Linked DNA regions of Mus musculus: region 1 is linked to region 2. A link is a contact called in public promoter capture Hi-C data. All regions are on one chromosome and are shown on one strand. Each heading gives the region's core, a stretch centred on a gene start, on an enhancer-like site or on the middle of the called end of the contact. The rest is flanking DNA. Distances are from core to core; before and after follow the strand shown.

Evidence for each region. Promoter capture Hi-C pulls out the DNA fragments that hold promoters and counts their contacts.
Region 1: a contact with region 2 is called in a promoter capture Hi-C map of pre-B cells, with 2.4 times the contacts expected there. The contact joins the promoter of Fam133b here to the promoter of Akap9 in region 2. A contact is called at or near these places in 2 of 39 promoter capture datasets (liver and pre-B cells), 2 of 484 Hi-C or Micro-C datasets (embryonic stem cells and pre-B cells), 1 of 115 datasets of contacts at active chromatin or transcription factors (memory CD8 T cells) and 1 of 9 other capture datasets (liver).

What each region holds. Positions count from the first base shown.
Region 1 is chr5:3,542,025-3,545,828 of GRCm38.p6, reverse strand. Fam133b (family with sequence similarity 133, member B) reads right to left here and starts at 1,996. Exons shown (of 11, transcript NM_001042501.1): 1 at 1,882-1,996. The coding sequence starts at 1,905.
Region 2 is chr5:3,926,058-3,929,804 of GRCm38.p6, reverse strand. It overlaps Akap9 (A kinase (PRKA) anchor protein (yotiao) 9), which reads right to left and starts at 1,619. Exons shown (of 48, transcript NM_194462.2): 1 at 1,315-1,619. The coding sequence starts at 1,362. It overlaps Gm51438 (a long non-coding RNA gene), which reads right to left and starts at 1,216. Exons shown (of 2, transcript XR_003955841.1): 1 at 1-1,216.

The DNA.
Region 1 (3,804 bases), core at 747-3,246, 380 kb after region 2:
TTTAATCCCAATATTCCACAGGCAGAGCAGGCACAGGCCAGCCTAGTCAGGTCAGTCAGGGACAAACACAGAGACCATCTCAAAACAAGCAAGCAAGCAAATATTAATAGGAAGGAAGAACGGAAGGATGGACGAATGGACGGATGGATGGACAGTGGCCTGTGCTCCTACTCTCCAAGCATTACCCCAGTCCTCTAAAGGATTGGTTGCTTTGCTTTTGTTTTGTTTTGTGTTTTTTAATCCCCAATCCTATAATCTTTAAAACCATGAGGGCATCACCAATGTAAGAAAAAGAACTGGATTGCCTCTCAATTTCTGGAGAACAACAACAAACGTCAGAACAGGTAGTATTTTCAGAGGCAGACACTCAAACTCTAGTCCTGGAAAACTATGGAGCTAGTAAAGAGAACAGTGATTGTGGTGGATTGAGGAGCAGGTGTGACTGAAGCAAAGTCTTTCAAAGTGGTGGCAATGCATCATAGTGGCTGATGTCATTAGTAACGTGTCTAAAGACACACTATGCACAGTATCATAGGATTATGTGATTCCTGAAAGATAACTGCACGTTCACCTGTATCTCTACGGTGGGGGATGTTGATGATGGAGAAGCTGTCTATGTGTGGGACCAGGATGTATAGGATAGCTGTGGTTTAAAAGTCCTGTTAAAAAGTGAGACTTTGGGGCTGGTGGTGGTGTGGGGGGCTGGGGGAGATATCAAGATCCATGAGGACTGAACCAAGTAGCAAATGATACAAGTTCTGGTCACAGTTTAAGCATCCTTACCCTGCCCTAAGTATTAGTTCTCCATTACATCTCCAACACCTCCCACCTTTTGATGTAATGTTTTCAGTCTTAGAATCTTTTAAGTGCAAACAAAATGCTACTAGAACATATTGTGCGATGACAACAGAACAGAACAGTACAGAGCTGTCAACACCCTCCAGTAAACGAGACTAATTTCATAGGTTTTGAAAATGCCTTAAGGAATGTGTAAATAAAAATTTCCAGTAAAATGAAAGTCTGGATTTCAGTAAGAAACTGTAATAATGTCTGTAAGCAAGCCTATAATCTTTAAAACAACGATAGCATCATTAATAACAACAAAACAAAACAGAAAAATCTCCAGGAATCAGGTGAGATGTGTCTGAGGACATTAATAGTCCAAGCACTATGTCGAACTCTGGATGCCCACACACATAGACCATTTCAACTGGTCTATTCTATTCTATTCATCTCAACTCCATTCATTCTACGGTCTCGTCCTGAAGCCAGGAGGAAAGTACATTCCTGCACAGTGCGAGCAAGGTTAGTGGCCACCGAGCTTCCACGACAGAACCACAAGAAACTAAAACGGACGTTTTTTGTTGTTGTTGTTGTTGTTTTTTGTTTTGTTGTTGTTGTTGTTTTTAAGACAGAGCGGGGAACACTGTCATTTCCCGGGCAGCTCTTTAGGTACCCACTCGCGTTCGCTTGGGCAGTTGCCTTTGTGGTCAAGCGGTGACTAAGGAGGACTCCCATTCCCACAGGTAGAAACTTGGGTTCAGAAGTCACTAACTTCCGAGGGCACTGGAGTCTAGAGTACCCCAAAGCCCTCATCCCTGTCCCCCACCCCCATCCCCGTGGTCCCGCTGCGCTGGGTCTGGGCCTCTCGGCACCGGCGGCTCCGGCTCACAGCCCTTACCGCTGCGGGGCGACAGGCCCCAGGGTCGGCCGAGCAGGACGCTGAGGACCGGCAAGGCGCACGCGCATCGCACGGCGCGGGGTCTCGGGGCCCCAAGTGCGACGCGGCCGCCAGCCCCGCCGCGACGGGCGACGGCTTCCGCTCGTTCGCCTGCCGCCCGGCCCCGCCTCACTGCTCCGTTTTCCCCGCCGAATACTCACCACGCGATTATCCCGTTTCCCCATGGTGGCCGGCTGAAGGCGCGGGAAGCCGCCGAGGGAGCAGGCCCGAGAAGAAGCCGAAGCGGCCCGCCGCGAGTCCTCTTACCACCTCTATGCCCCGCCCAGAGAGCGGCGCCCCGCCAATCCGGGGAGACCGTATGCGCCACGGCGCCCCCTGGTGGTGCGGAGGACAGCCCGGCGCTAGCGACCGCCTGCGGTTCCCAGGAGCTGCAGCAGGATTCCTGTGACCCACTTAACCATTCCTGAGCAGGACCCACTCTGTAGTCAAATCGGTAACTCAGTTCCTGGGTATCCAATGCCCTCTTCTGACCTTTGTGGGTACCAGGCACACGCACTGCACACCTGTAGGCAAACACATAAAGTAAGTCTAATGGAAAAAATTGTCATAAAACTTAAAAAAATGAGTCTGGGACCAGTCAAATATAGTTAAGACATAATCCTTATCTTTAAGGGGTGTGTTTATTAACTCATAGGGGGAGATAAACACACACAGGTTAGACTTTACTGCTTTGGTGCTATGGGATTATCTGGATTGGACTTAAACTTCAGAAGTGGTCTAGACTCTAGAGACTAATTAATACACCATATTCTCTGACTATTCACAGGCTTAGAAAAAGTGACTTATGGATTCATGTCAACATGAATGCATCAGGAATAAAATCGATCAGAATCCTTTCTGAAATTTTAGAAAATGGAAATATGGGACTTTCATTATACTGAAGAAAATCCTTTAGCCTTTCCCCAGACCTCATGGATATGAGGTGAGGGGTGGGTGGGTAGACATCATGAGTTTGAGGCTATTTTGAGCAACAAAGTAAGTCCAAGTCTGATCTGGGTAACTTAGACATTGTGTAAAGTAAAATTCAAAGGGAAAAAGGCTGGTATATGCTGCAGGATATGTGATCACACTGTGAAACCTGAGATTGTATTATTTACTAAAAAACAGTTGTTTCTAGTTGTGGTATGACTCAGCACTTAGAACACAGTTTTAATCCCAAACAGTGAAGGTAAAGTTAGTTTGTAGAAGGAAGCACCCATATTTGAAAGTTATGTGTAATTGAGTGGCAGACAAAGTGATGAATCAGAGAACAACCTGACAAAATAGACTATATAGAATATGCCCAACTGTCAGGAGAGAGGCAGTGAAGCCACTTAGGAGAGCAGTGCAGAGAGAAAGCGAGGAGAGAGGCAGTTTTACTGAGATGGGTTGAAAAGAGAACAAGCTAGACACGGGTGAAGACAGAATGAGTCAGAGAGTGAGAAGGAGCCAGAAGATTAGAACAGGTTGCCAGAGTTAACTCGGGGCCAATCAGAGCAATTCAGTCAGAAAGTGAGAGAAGCCAGTTAGAACCAGTCAGCTTGGAGAGGAATTTGAGCCAGAACAGCTGAATTGAACCAGCCAGTCAGAGTTCAGAAAGAACAAGAGAGGGTGAATATTTTCAGCAGTAACTTATCAGAGCCTGTAAAACATTCTAGGCCTATATTAGATTGCACAGAGGCTTCCAGGACCAGGCCTAGGTTAGCAGACTGAGGCAGTAAGCCTCAGAGATGACATTTAATTTAGGGAAATAAAAGTTTACGAGTAACACCAGTGACAGTGATACAGCATTTACCTAGCATGTGCGAGGCCCTGCATGGAATCCAGTACCTCAAAGAAAATCTTCTTCTCGCTGACAGAGACTCTCTCCTTTCTCACCCTCTATTGTTGCAACAGATATTCCAATCTCCACTTTCTTTCTTAAAACGGTCCTGTATTAGTTTGGATGTAATTGGTCTCCATAGGCCCATAGGGAGTGGTGCTATTAGAAGGTGTGGCCTCGCTGGAGTGGGTGTGGTCTTGTTGGAGAAAGTGTCTCGATGGAGGCAGGCTTTGATGTCTCCGACTCCACTATGGCCAGTGAC
Region 2 (3,747 bases), core at 370-2,869:
TCCATTTATAGAATGCCACAGAGACACATTCAAATCTTGACCTTACACAGAGGATGCTTATGGGAAACCAACTAACTATATTCTAGAAATACAAGATTAGCTATTGCACACACTCCTTTAACAAACTAATGCTGAGCATGTACCAACGTCTCTCTCCAGTAGGGCCCTTCACTCATTACTGACCTGCTTCCTTTGTTAATGATGTGAGAGAAGAAAAAAGAAAGGTAGGTGCCTTCGTTAGGGTTACTATTGCTATGATGAAACATCATGACCAAAGCAATTTGGAGAGGAGAGGGGTTTATTTAGCTTACAACACTTCCATATCACAGTTCCAAACTAACAAGTACAATAAGCTTAAAATATAACTTAATTATTCCCAGTAACAATAAGGTCTTAAAAAAAGGCACTATATCTTAAAGGTAACTTCATTTTTGGGAGCAAGGAGGTCCAAAGGTAAGCTCAAACAGGTAATTTTACAAAGAAATCATTCTATTCCATTCATAACAGTGTCAAATTATTTAGTAAGCCCACTGGAAGATGCCTACATATAAGTCTGGATTATACATGACTTGCCATACCCGCATACCCACACAAAATCAAACTTACCAAATACATAATAACAAATACATTATCTAAAACAGCAATTCTGTAGGTGTTTTAGTCTATGGAACCTTTCGATGCCCCGAAGTTCCATTCCACACATTACAAAAGAGCCTGCCATGACAAAGACCTCAAGCACGAATATACAAAGAACGGCAAAAACAAAAACAAAAAACAAAAAACAAAAAGAACGCCCCTACAGCCAAGTTCACAGCTGGCACTTGTGGCACACTCAAGACACTGCCGAGGCAGCTGTCACAGGCCAATCACACACACACACCAAGAGTGCCAGCGTGACACCTCAAGAAGGCAGGCTGATGGTCAGCGCAGGGGTGTTCCCGGAATAAAGAAAACCCTAAACCCTTGCTCCGGAAAGCACAAAGCCTGGCCGACTCCCTGAACTCCCTTCAGAAAGTGAAAGGGTGGTGGCTGCGAAGCAATTCCTTAGCAGTTAACAGCCGGGGTGAGAGGGGGTTTTGTGTGGCACCGGGGAGAAAGGAACCAAGCCGAGCGGTGCAGTCATCAGGTCTCCAGCAGCAGCAAGAGAGGGCGGCTCTTCAGCCCCAGCCGCAGCCCCCTAGCCCCAGCCGCAGCCCCGGCCCCGGCCCCAGCCCCAGCCCCAGCCCCGGCCCCGGCCCCGCGGCCCGGCCTCTCCCCCAGCCTCCGCCCCGGGTCACCGCCTCCCGACGCGGCCCGTGGCCGCCGCGCTCCTACCTTCGCCTTGCCGGCTGCCAGCTTCCTTTGCCTCTCCTCGTCCTCCATGGCGTCTGCAGGGTAGGCTGGGACGCAGTGGAGAGGAAAGATCTGTTTAGAAAGAGGCGGACAGAGCTCCGTGGCCACCCGGGACACGCTGGGCGCTCACCGGCGACTCGTGCCGGCCTGCACGGGCCCCGCGGTCACCGCCGCCATCTTCGTCTCCACGTAAACACACGGCGGCCGGCGGGGCGGAGCGGGCGGGCGGGCGGCCGGCGCAGCCGCGAGCGTGGCCCGGCAGGTGCTTGTGCGCGCCCGGCTTGACCGGGGCGGAGGGAGGGTCAGGGTCCGGCGGCCCGACACCCACTGCTCCGGGGACCCGGTGCTCGGAACACGCCGCGCTGCATTTCCAATTCCAAAGCGACCGCGGCCTCACAACAAGGAGCCGCAGTGGAAAGGGCGAGGGCGGAACCTCCCCCCTCCAACCCGGGGAAGCCTGATCCTTCCTTCACCCCAAATCCCTCCCTCAGTTCCCCCACAGGTTCCCTCTCAACCCATAGTCTTCTCCTTCGCCTTGCGCTGGAAGAGCAGCCTACGGTAGAGCCTTCTCCCAACTCTTTGTTCTCTGGAGTGAAGCTGAGACACTCCTAGGGGCTTCCTTCTCCTTGGCAACTGTGTTCCTAAGGAACTCGAATTCGGAATCTAAGTTGGGAACAAAGCCAGTCTACCCTAACTTTCCCTCCTCCAGCCCCCCATTAGTTATTTATTCACTTTACATCCTGACCTCAGCCCCCCTCTCCTCCCATCCCCCCCACCCCACCATGACCCCTCCTGGCTTACCTCTCTCCCCTTCACCTCTGAGGTAGACATTACCTCAGGTAAAGGGCTGGAAAAAGGTTTTCCAAGCAAAAGGGACTATGTTAACTTTGAACTTTAAAGACCTTAAAACAGCTATGGTTCTCTGACTTTACCTGGAGTTCTTGGACGAGCTGCCTAATATTTATGACTGCTCCTGGAATGTGAAAACACTCAAACCTTTGTCCTTTCTATTTCTTGAAATGGCTACTGTGAAAGATTATGCCCAATAAACTTTGTTACATTTTATTGAGCCGTGCTTATAAATCGATTCTTAACATCTTTCCTCCCCCACCTGCTCTGGCAATCCTTTCTTTCCCTTCCCTCACTCCCTCTTTCCCCTCTCCTGCCCCTCAAATCCATTTCTGGAGTGAACGAACCATTTTAGTGTCTCAGATTGAGCCTTTCTTCTTTGTTTTAACATAGGTTTGGACTGAAAAATTAGCAGGTAAGAACTAAAGATATTAGTTTAATCATAGAAGTAGTGTTAACTGGATATACATATGAAAGGGGGAGACTAAAAACCTTAGCTCTATCAGACACCAAAAATGTTTCTAGTACCTGTAATTTAGAAATCTTATATTTCAAACATAATTGTGCCAACCTAAAACAATCAAGTGTGTATTTGCCCCATTTTCTCAGCTGGAATTGGGGACGTGAGAACAGACACCTCATCATAAGAATAAAGGAAAGTAAAAGAGGCTGATCTAAGAGAGGCGTGTTTTTCTCGGGAGCCCTTTGTGGCTCCAGGTCTAGAATGAAGTGTTCTAAACTGCCTGGAGTTAAGTGATGCTCGGTTGATTCTGATTGCCTAGGAGGAGCAAGCCCAGGATATCTGACAGACTTCCTGTTTGTTAATGGGCTCTCCTTTCTCAGTGGCTCAGCAGGTCAACTCTTTGTTGCAATCTGTTCCATCTTAGTAACTAAAGATGTTAGTGATCTGCTAAATGTTGCAAGATTATTTCTGCATTTCCCTTTAGATCACTTATATCAATTATATGTACCTGTCTCAGGCATAAACGCTGCTCAGTGACATAGCTGATCTATTAGAAGGGCACATCTGTGGAATTATGGCCATCTCTTATGATACCTGTTCAATCGTGTCTCCATGTCATGTATTCATATAATTCAGACAAAAGGAAAATGGTGGTTTATATGCCTCCTTTTATAGAATAAGAAACAGAAAGCTTGAATGGTTAAACCACTTGACAACTTCCCATGGTTAGGTAATGGAAGTCATAGCTAGTGCTGCCAAGCCGTGAATTTGAGTCTTTTTCTATTTAGCTGTCTATGTCTCCAAACAATAAAAAAAAAAAAATTAAAAAATAAAAAGGGTCAGGATTTGCAGAGGCTCTTTTGTATGTGTGCTCTGAGTGCACACGTATGTTTACATGTGTGGAAGTCAGATATGTATTCATGTGCTTCTGGATGCTGGAGGTTGGCCTTGGGGGCTTCCTTAGTCACGTTTCACATGTGGATGGAGGCTGGAACTAAGACCTTGACAATGCAGCTACTCTAACTAGCCAGCTTCACGGGTCCTACCCATCTCTCCCTCTTGAGCTTGGGGTCACAAGCATGTTACTGTGACTGTTCAGCATT